Regions from separate parts of the Danio rerio genome. Here region 1 is linked to region 2. A link is a contact called in public HiCAR-type data. All regions are on one chromosome and are shown on one strand. The core of a region is the stretch at or near the end of the contact, and the rest is flanking DNA. Distances in the headings are between cores, read along the strand shown.

What was found. HiCAR-type assays count read pairs that join an accessible place to other places.
Region 1: a contact with region 2 is called in a HiCAR-type map of caudal fin, with 5 times the contacts expected there. The contact joins two enhancer-like sites.

Annotation. Positions count from the first base shown.
Region 1 is chr16:30,191,181-30,197,001 of GRCz12tu, forward strand. It overlaps galnt1 (UDP-N-acetyl-alpha-D-galactosamine:polypeptide N-acetylgalactosaminyltransferase 1), which reads left to right. Exons shown (of 13, transcript XM_682380.9): 8 at 1,684-1,801; 9 at 4,604-4,784. Among named protein-coding and RNA genes, the nearest start is that of tmem245, 90 kb to the right of the region's middle. Within about 2 kb of position 1,576, at least 1 of the 62 cell types and tissues checked has an H3K27ac peak or open chromatin away from gene starts, as enhancers often do. A contact at or near this core is called in caudal fin, where this site is marked.
Region 2 is chr16:29,990,172-29,995,577 of GRCz12tu, forward strand. All of the region lies in intron 1 of galnt1 (UDP-N-acetyl-alpha-D-galactosamine:polypeptide N-acetylgalactosaminyltransferase 1), which reads left to right. Among named protein-coding and RNA genes, the nearest start is that of galnt1, 6.2 kb to the left of the region's middle. Within about 2 kb of position 2,965, at least 25 of the 62 cell types and tissues checked have an H3K27ac peak or open chromatin away from gene starts, as enhancers often do. A contact at or near this core is called in caudal fin, where this site is marked.

The DNA.
Region 1 (5,821 bases), core at 326-2,825, 200 kb after region 2:
GTGCACGAGCGAGAGAGGAAATAAAAGCACACAAGCTCTAAGGTAAAATCAGAAGCTCAAGACATAATGTTTCAAATAATAACTTCTATTAAAAATGTTGACAGAAGTTTATGATATAAAAATTACAGCGAAGCGTTAATTAACTGCATATTTTCTGTGGAGCAATAAATTTGAGGTAGACTGGTGGGGGAAAAAACAGTACTGTATGCTGGTTCTTAAAAAGGATTCAGTCAGTGTTTTCGTTTTGTGCTCTAAATTTGTCATTTAAGTGAAAAATATCTTGGGCAGGACTGTTTATTTTATTCTTTTTATTTAGTTTGTTCTTTTTTTCTATGCTGTTGGAAACACTGCAATTGCGTGAAGATGTTCTATTGTAAAAATGTTCGCATGTTAAAATAAATCAGTATTTTAAAAAGCAATAATTAATGTGTCAGACACAAAATAGACACATTAATTGTTATTTTTTAAAATAAATAATAATTTAATATTAATCTGACCAGTTCACGGTTAACAAGCGACAGTTGTCGGATCGCAAAATTAACCAAAATTAGTATCCCTAGTAAACATTACATGTACTTACTGTAATATTTACAGTTATACATAATCACATGCAACAACCCAAAACCAAACCCTAATTCTAAAAATGACAACTATAGATAACAGTTTTGTTCACATCATTCACATCAGCCCATGATATTGTTACATGTATAATAAGCCCACACTGTACAGTTTTCCAAAGAAATCATACAATGTGATGTAATTGCAGTTCAAACACTGCTTCTCTTTGGAGTCCAAATTCAAGTTCATCTCTTTTTTTTAAATGAGCTTAAGAAGATAAAAAGACGAGAAAAGGAATAGATATCACAAGTCAGATCTGAACTCATGGTGCATATACGAGCACCACAGCTGAGTGAAAATGTGTGTTAACCACAGGGCGATTTGTAAAGACTTTTTAAATGCAAATTCAACATTTATCTCTTTTCTTTTCCGGAAAGGTATTTTACGTGAAACTTACAACTGTGGAATATAAAAGTGTTTCTCCGGCCCTGAAGCTAAACACCGCAGTTAAAACACACGCAGACGAGGGGGAGCGTTAAATCCACACCAGCACTTTGCTCACCTCATAACTGCAGGAACACAGCAGCTCTTAGCCTTCTGCTGTTAAATATCTTCAGAGTCCCTGTGTTTTTCAGAGCTGCGCGGTTGTTTTATCACAACGTTCTGTCGCCACTTCGCTTTCTGTTTTTGCATTTTTTCCCCTCGCGATCTTATTTCCTTCGTCTACTTTTTACATCAGCGCCTGGTTCTCTGCATGAAAACAACTTGAGAGCATAACAACAACAGGTTCTTACTTGAGGAAAACATGACTGTGAATGAGACGTGCTGCAGGGGATGGATGGAAGGAAAACAGGAAAGAACAGAGGGTGCCTGCTGAGGGAAATGGACGAACGAGACTGAAAGATATTTAAAGAAGGATATGTTGTTGCCAAAATAGGCACATGTAAACATGTCATTTCTATTGAGGATCTGGTTCGTCTGAGTGACACGCGATGTGCTTGTTTGTGATGGAGTGAACAGGAGAGGAAGAGCTGCTTTTATGAGATATGATCATTCCCCTTAAGGGCCTGTTTTTGCAGCTTAGAATTAAACTTGTGTGTTTTGCTTTGTGTTTTTTTCCACTAGGACCCCGACAATGGCAGGTGGCCTCTTCTCCATAGACAGAGATTATTTCCAGGAGATCGGCACATATGATGCAGGAATGGACATCTGGGGAGGAGAAAACCTGGAGATCTCATTTAGGGTCAGTCTCACTGCTAATATCAGTCAACCACCATTGCAGATCCACTTCTTTATATATAGGTTCAGATTTACCAAACGGGGCAAATTTGCATGAGTTTGCAATTCCAAATTTCTGCAGATCATTTACAGACAATGCACAAAGACGTAACATTGTATTTGCATATTAACCTACCTGTATGTAAAAAGAACAGGGTTAATTTGTGTAGTGGCAAATAAGCAGAGCTAGTGCTCTTAATGTGCAGTTGATTTACTATGACAAGACACAGCGCAATATATATTTAATTCTCCCCTCAGGGTAAAGGTAGGCTAGACAGTTATGTGTGTTAAGAAATGAATCAGTGTTTAGAATGTCAAAGTTTGTGTTATTTAATAAATGCTATGGTACACATATTGCACATATTGTAGTTTTATTTCATTCAGTCATATTTATTTGGTGGCACAGTGTGTAGCACATTCACCTCACAGCAAGAAGCTCGTTCAAGTTCAAGCCTCGGCTGGGTCAGTTGGCATTTCTGTTTGGAGTTTGCATGTTCTTCTTGTGCTCACGTAGGTTTCCTCCTGGTGCTCTGGTTTCCCCCACAGTCCAAAGACATGTGGTACAGGTGAATTGGGTATGCTAAAATTGACCCTGTATGAGTGTGTGAATGAGTGTGTATGGATGATTCCCAGTGATGGGTTGCGGCTAGAAAGGCCTCTGCTGTGTAAAAGATATGCTGTATATGTTGGTGGTTCATTGGTGTGGAGATTAATAAGGGACTAAGCCGAAAAGAAAATGAATGAATAAATATATTTATTTGATTTTTGGCCAAGAATAGGCATATTCCTAAATAGATAAGCTTAATATACTGTAAGTGACAACAAGACAATAGCTATGTTTCCATCCAAAGATGGAAATAAAAGTTATGCGCATTACTGGAATATTGCATGAAAGATGTGCGAATAAAGTAGCGTTTTCAATCCAAGTAGTCAAAGAGAACAAATTTGTCACTTCCTGATTAACTGGCGCCAAATATCAAAACTGAATTTGCTGTGGTAGAAAAGGTTGCTTGAATCTTTTCCATATTTAATAAATTACTTGCACTTTAGAAGACAATGCCCACACACGATGAACACGTGGTGGCGTTTGAAGGCATCATACACAGAGCGCAGACGCTCTTGACAGTTCTGGAGGTGATTATTAATATAATAACACTAATACTGGTGTTTTAGAATGACCAAAACAACATTTCAGATCTTTTACAATGTGGTCAGCCTGCTGGTTTGGTTATTCACGCACATTTTTATCATCACATGATCTCTAATAACAAAATCACATGACTTTTTCAATGCACATACTTGAATTTGTTCGGTAAAAGTGTTTCTATCATAATTTATGCAAATCTTTTCTTATTGAATAAAAAGTTTATCCTACTCAGTTATGCGCATACATTTTTTATGGGCATTTGCTAAATTTATGCGTATCTCGGCGATTCCATCAACCATTTTTTTTTTTTTTGAGAATGTCCAAAATACAAATAAAAATAGGTGGAAACGTAGCTAATGACAAACATCTTTTACATACAAAGGTGAAAGGCTTCTGTGTTTGTTAGTTAATCATCTTGCACGGTTCATTTAAACATTCCCCTCGCATAATGTTTGTGTCTGACTGGGAAACAAATGCATATTCAGTAATGTCGGGTGCAAAAATAGCTGTAATCCATGCATTTTCAGTGCTAAGTCTTCTCTGCATGTGATTAGTATATACTGACAGTACTGTTTTAATGGCAAACAAACATTTTATTAGTAATTCTGTCCCATATACAGTACACTACCTGACAAAAGTCTTGTCGTCAATCTAAACTTGTAAGAGCAACAAATAATAACTTGACTTATAGTGGGTCATTTCGAAAAGTGGCAGAAGGTAGATTTTTCTCATGAATCATCTGTTGAACTGTATCCCGATCATCACAAATACTGGAGAAGACCTATTGAAATGTACATGGACTTAAGATTCTCACAGAGATCAGTCAAGTTTGGTGAAGTAAAAGTCATGATTTCTGGTTTCATTCAGTATAAGGGGGTGTGCGAGAGATCTGCAGAGTGGATGGCAACATCAACAGCCTGAGGTATCTAGACATTTGTGCTGCCCATTACATTACAAACCACAGGAGAGGGCAAATTCTTCAGCAGGATAGCGCTCTTCTCATACTGCAGCCTCCACATCAAAGTTCCTGAAAGCAAAGAAGGTCATGGTGCTCCAGGATTGGCCAGCCCAGTCACCAGACATGAACATTATCGAGCATGGGGTAAGAGAAAGGAGGATGCATTGAAGATGAATCCAAAGAATCCTGATGAACTCTGGGAGTCCTGCATGAACACTTTCTTTGCCATTCCAGATGACTTTCTTAATAAGTTATTTGAATCATTGAAGAGATGTATGGATGCAGCCTCCCAAGCTCATGGGAGTCTTACACAATATTAATTATTTTTCGACTGCACCATGACTTTATATTCAAAACTGTACATTATTTCTGTTAAGTGACAAGACTTTTTTTTCAAAGCAAAGTCAGACCTTACTGTCCTAATGAAATAATAAAAATTGCAATCATGATCATATTTTATTTTGGTGAAATAAGTGTTATCTAGAGGCCTTTGCCTTTCATATAAGCCACTTCTGATACCAAAGGATCAACTAGAAGTAAAGTTATTATGTGCTGATCTTAAAACTTGGAAAGGTGACAAGACTTTTGTCAGGTAATGCACTGATGTTACTACTGATGAATAATTTTTGCTTTGAGAGCTAATCTTTATCTGTGTTTATCAGATTTGGCAGTGTGGCGGGACGCTTGAGATTGTCACATGTTCTCACGTCGGTCACGTGTTTCGTAAAGCAACGCCTTACACGTTCCCTGGTGGAACTGGGCAAATCATCAACAAGAACAACAGACGGCTGGCAGAGGTCTGGATGGACGAGTTCAAGAACTTCTTCTACATCATCTCACCTGGTCAGTAGCATTTACATGCCTGGACACAAACATATGTTACACACTTTTACTATGTAGTATAATGTAGAGCTGATTTTTTACAAAGCACATCAGTAAAGCAGCATTCGCAACAGAGTTACTAGAACCATGAAGCTACTGACTGTATGACATGTTTGCACTGCAGGAACTAAGTAGGAATTTAGTCCTAGTAATGGCATTTGCTGGAAGTAAATTAGCTCCTACTTAGGAACAGGGTCTAATCCAGCACAATAGGAACTACAGGGACTAAGTTTATTTGCATGGCATACGAAACACAGACAGACAGTATTTTAAAGTGTTATAAGACAGAAAGTTAATGTTATCATTGACTGTGTCTGTTGCACTGGGTTGTATTCTCAGGCTTGATGATATGTAGCACTACAAGTTGATTTAGTTTTCCTTTTTTCTGGTTCAATTACATAAACATTTCTATTATCCTAGAACGTGCATGTGTGATCCTGGAGCACAAGCCATTATATTGCACAATCAGTGTTATATTTGTGTATTTTTATAGAATTTTCATTTATGCGGAAAAATAATTATTAAAATAAAAAAAGAACATGATTCATGAAGATTTTCTTGTAAATGTTCTACTGTAATTATATCAAAACTGCAGGTTTCATACAGTCATGAAAAACCCAGAAAAGTCATGGAATTTTGGCATGGCATTTTTTAGGCCTGGAAAAGTTTTGGAAAACTGAAAAACCCACAAAGTTTTGGAAAAGTCATGGAAATTAGTTTAACAAATGTCCGTATACTTAAATATAGGTTAGTTGTCTTTACTTCTTTTCTGTCCATGGTCAAACACATGCTCTCACATTATTAGTGCTGTGTGAACATTATCTAAATACATTTGAAATAGATATAAAGATTAATTTAAACTAAATAGATTGTTGCATGTTTTATGGTATGCTGTAATAACTTTAAACATGGATAGTTTTACTTATTATTTACCATGTATACTTAGACATTACATGAAACTTTAGGTCATGAAAATTTGCTTGAAAGTGCTGGAAAAG
Region 2 (5,406 bases), core at 1,715-4,214:
GAAAATATTACACTGAGGTTGTAGTATTTTGTGTTGAGTGCCTGTGCAGGATTGTGTTGTTTACATTTGTCAATGTAAAGTTTATTATTCTGACATGTCCAAAAACTTCAGCATTGTGCAAAAAGTTATAATATAAATTGAACAAGCAAAGAAACATGATGTGATTTTAAAACAGATGTACTGATTATAAACGGTGGAAAAAACAATCACAACAACGAGCCGCTTAATTGGAAAAAATATCTTTTATACTAATAACACTGACATTTGCTGTTAGAGGGAGAATTTCATGCAGTTGAAAACAAACAATAAATAGATAATAATGAGGAACCATCGTAATGGAAAAATTTCAATTATGATAATAAGAGTGGTATATGCTAATAATAAGCAGAAAATTCATTCAGTTGAAGGAAACTGATAAATGGACACAATAAATGGACAAAAGACGTGATGAGCAGTCTTTTTTATTGAAATTCTATTTGTAGATTTATTCATTCATACATTCGTTTTCTTTTCAGCTTAGTCCCTTTATTAATCAGTGGTATGAACCACAGAGGAATGAGCTGCCAACTTATCCAGCATGTTTTACACTGCGGGTTCCCTTCCAGCTGCAACCCATCACTGGGAAACACCCACACATTTTCGCATTCACACACACATACACTATGGACAATTTAGCTCATTCAATTCACCTATCCTGCATGTCTTTGGACTGTTTGGGAAACCGGGGCACCCGGAAGAAACCCACACCAACACGGGAAGAACATGCAAACTCCACACAGATATGCTAACTGACTCAAAAGGGGGTCAAACCAGTGACCTTCTTGCTGTGAGGCGACAGTGCTAACCATTGAGCCACTGCGCTGCCCTTATTTGTAGAGTTATTCATTCATTTTCTTTTCGGCTTAGTCCCTTTATTAATCTGGGTTTGCCACAGCGGAATGAACCGCCAACTTATCCAGCACATGTTTTACGCAGCGGATGCCCTTCCAGCTGCAACCCATCACAGGGAAACATCCATGCACACTCATTCACACACATAAACTACGGACAATTTTAGCTTACCCAATTCACCTGTACTGCATTTCTTTGGGAAACCAGTGCACCCAGAGGAAACTCACGCGAACACGAAAAGAACATGCAAACTCCATTTGTAGATTTAACCATATAGGTTAATGAAATGAAAGTTTGATCTAATTTTGTAAAGCGATGTTAAAAATCTTACTGAACAGTTTCTCTATTTGTCTTAATTTTGCTGTTATTATTATTATTATTATTAATTATATTTTTAACATAGTATTTAACTATTATTTAACTCATAAATGACAGACTTCTTCTCTAAGCTGGTCTTTTCAATTCATTTAATTGGCTTAAAACTTGCCCCTTCTACAGTTTTCTTCATGACAAACTGTCAAAAGTTTGGTTTAAGTTGAAGAAACTGTGACAGCAATATAGGCCTACTATTATTGTACCATAATAATTCCCAAAGTAGTAGTTGTGGATGTGAAAATAGTAGTATTAGTGGAAGTAGTAGTAGTAGTAGTAATAATAATAATAATAATAATAATAATAATAATAATAATAATAATGATGATGATAATAATAATAATAATAATAACAATAATAATAATAATACAGTTTTTTCCAACTGCTTATAGACGTTTTCTAAACAGTGTCCCCTTTTATCAAAACTGCACACACAACACTGCATTCTAAATGCCATAAACACATTTCAAAATGAAGCAACCACTTCTTTCATAACAGTAAGTATTTTGGCTAAACCAAACACTGTTGTGGTAAATCCTACAGCTCATTGCTCTTTAGGCTTATATCTACATTTTAATACAATGTTTTACAGTGACAGTAATCTGCTAAGAGGAGTAACAGGTACACTGTAAACACCAATGACATGAAAAAAACTGAAAATATTTATTAGGCCAAGCCAAGGGTTGGTCATCAAACGTTACAGTGCTAGGCTCAGAAGAATTAGTCTGTTCTTATAGGATTTAGAAAAGGAGAATATGGGGTATAGGTACAAAACTACAAATTGTGGATGGGTGGAAAACCATTTTTTTTTGGACCAGAACAGCCCAGTGTCCCATCACCTAGTGTCCCATTGTCCAGTGTCCCATTGTCTAGCTTATACTAGACAAAAGCAGTGATTGATTAGTGATCAGTTAAGAAATTAGTGTTTCCACATTTAAGGAGTGTGTGTGTGAAACCTTGAGAATAAGTGTAGCATTTTGATTGGTTGTGTTTGGAAAATGAAAGCAAGTGGATTCCTGTTAGAGTTTTGTGTTTTAGGTAGAGTTGTGTGTAGAGTTTTGAAAAAAGTGTTTTATGCAGTTGAAAATGGAGTTCAAGGCTGAGAAATAGCTTTTGTATTTGAATATTTGAGGTGTTATTTTGCATTTTGTGTGAGATGTTTCAGAAATTGTGTGAAAAAAGATTTTGTGTATAAGCAGTTGGAAAAAAACTGTAATAGAAAAATATAACCCATAAATATTAAATAGAAAAATGTTTATCTATAACTTAAAAAAAAACAGAATAAAAAAAGTGGAAAAAAACAAGCAGATTTTAGGACCTTATGAATATTCCCAAGCTCCTGATAGACTCATTTCAGTACACTCAGATTTTTGTCACAATTTGTATATTTGCAGTCACTATTACTTCTTTTTTTAAAATATATTTATTATCAGTTTTTTTGTCTCTATAAATCTGTTGCACTGTAGAAGCTCTGTCACGAAAACTAATTCCTCGTATGTGTGAACATCCCTGGCAATAAAGCTCTTTCTGATTCTGATAAAACAGATCTGCCACACTTTTCTTTTTCCTCATGAAGTTACCCTAAAAATCCTAACACCATCAACAATCTAATGCTCTTTGGCAAAGATAAGGTCAGGCAGATGTAAAACTTGCTCACTGCTGAGAAATCTTGGAGAGGAGAACATTTATAGGAAATGAATCATGTTCATCGGGACTGGGCTGTAGCGCAGCGGCTTGTTTGCCCTCTCTTTGCAAGACTTCAGCAGAACTGCAGATGTGCACTTTCTCAATGCATACAATTGAGGTGCATGTTACATATTTGTCTGACACTCGTCTTTAACTCAACGTAGTTCATGACGTGTAAGTTTATGCTGGTGTGCGTTCGTCAACGTTTGTGTTGTGTGGGGAAGGAGGGGTGTTTAGTGTGTTCCTCCAAGAGGCTTTGGAACAATAGTCCCATTCTGTGAGTCTCTCTAGCTGCTGCCCGGGCCTGGCCGAGCGCTTGCCAGAACAGACAGACAGATGGAAGGGATCGTGTTCCTGCCGGCACCTGGCATCACAGAGCACAGGAATGCCATTGTTCCTCAGTAACCCAGCGGCCGACTCACTTTCCTGGACATGCAGAGTCGAAGTGAGGGTGGAACTGAATTGTAAGGCCCATGACGCAATGAGAAACAGTTAAAGTGCTGTTGACCGTCAATGGTAATGTCTGACACGAGGGCATGGGAGAGTGAAAGCGTGTGATTGAAAGCCTAGGATAGTTGTCCGGGGTCATCGGTAATGGATTAGATTAAGACCCTCCGTTAGCACTTGTGAAGCACTCTGATATTGACATTTGGGTTAATGGGGATCTCCAGAGGGCCGGTTGATGGCGGCTGCTAGACGAGGCGGGACTTTAAGGCCATATTTGAATATATTCACCTTAAATAGAAATGACTACAGACAAATGATCTTTCATAGTCTTTCCAGTTAGCTCTTCTTCCCAGATAGGCAGAACTGCTTTTTCGTACCTTATATTATACTGATTTTACTTCATTGACAGTCTAGGTAATTAGAAATATTAGAAATTACAGTTGTAGATGGTTTATTTTACTCTTTATGATCATTGTAATTCTCATTCTGTCACAATTTAAGTCTAATTTTTGTCTCTCTGAACAGCACTGGGTTCACGAGTCAGTGTACTGAGTATGCCGGGTTGTAGCTGTAAGGGCATCCGTCATAATAAAAAATTATGTATAAGTAATTGGTGGTTCATTCCTCTGTGGCAACCCCTTATTAATCAAGGACTAAGCTGAAGAAAATTGTCTATTTTAAAGACTTAAGAATTGAAATGTGTAATTTATTATTCAGATAGCCCCACCCCCAAATTCATGCCATTGGTTGAGCCAGTGTTGCTTTGTCGAGCTGGTTGAAGTTACTCAGAGCGATTTTAAGCACCACAATAGCACAATATTTAAGTATTTTTTTTGATGAAGTCAATCCACAAATAGTTTACTAGAGCAGAAAGCATTTAAGCAAATAATTTAAGCAAAAACTTTTATACAAGGGATATTTTCTATTTCTATATTATTAATGTTCTGATCTGTATTGTTATGTTTACTGTTTATATACATTTGTATAGGTTGTAATGATTGATTGATTGACTTTTCTTAAATATATAAAATAATTTTAATAGTATATTTTATACTATAATATATTGTATAATAGAATATATACACTCACTGGCCACTTTATAAGGGACACCTTATTAGTACCCATTACTAGTAAGTGGTTACTATTACCTTACCTTGGACCCATTTTGCCTTCAGAACTGCCTTAATCCTTCGTGGCAGAGATTCAACAAGGTACTTGAAATATTCCTCTGAGATTTATGTCCATATTGACTTGATAGCATCATGCAGCTGCTGCAGATTTGTCAGCAGCACATCCATTATGTGAATCTCCCATTCCACCACATCCCAAAGGTACCCTATTGGATTGAGATCTGATGACTATGGAGGCCATTTAAATACTGTCTGAGATGATTCACTATGACATGGTCCATTGTCCTGCTGGAAGTAGCCATCAGAAGATGGTTACACTGTGGTCATAAAGGGATGGACATGGTCAGCAACAATACTCAGGTAGGCTGTGGGGTTGACACGGTGCTCAGTTGGTACTAATAGGCCCAAAGTGTGCCAAGAAAATATCCCCCACCCCATTACTCCACCATTATATATATTGTATATATATTATTTGATTACATTGAGCTAAACTAATTAGAAGGTCTGATTTCATTACATTCGTTTTACAGTAAATTATTGTAATTTTTGTTTTGTTACTTATCAGTCTGCATTTTGGTTATTTTAAGTAACAAATTTTTTTTTTAAGTTTTTAGTTCTATAATGAACCTGTGTGCATTTAGCAACAGAGCGGTTTCACTTTAGTGTCAAGTGAGGAACTGAAACATCAGGGAATATAAATAAAGGAAAAGACTCAGACAGAGCGAGGGAACTGTCTTGTTAAGCAGTGGAGCAGCAGACCAATGAGATCAGCATAATAACTCCTCTGACACCAAAGTTTTGAAAAGAAAAGTGAAAATGTGAAACCTGAATACTTTTGAATATAGAGCATGATTCCTTATATGTGTGAAATATGAAAGGG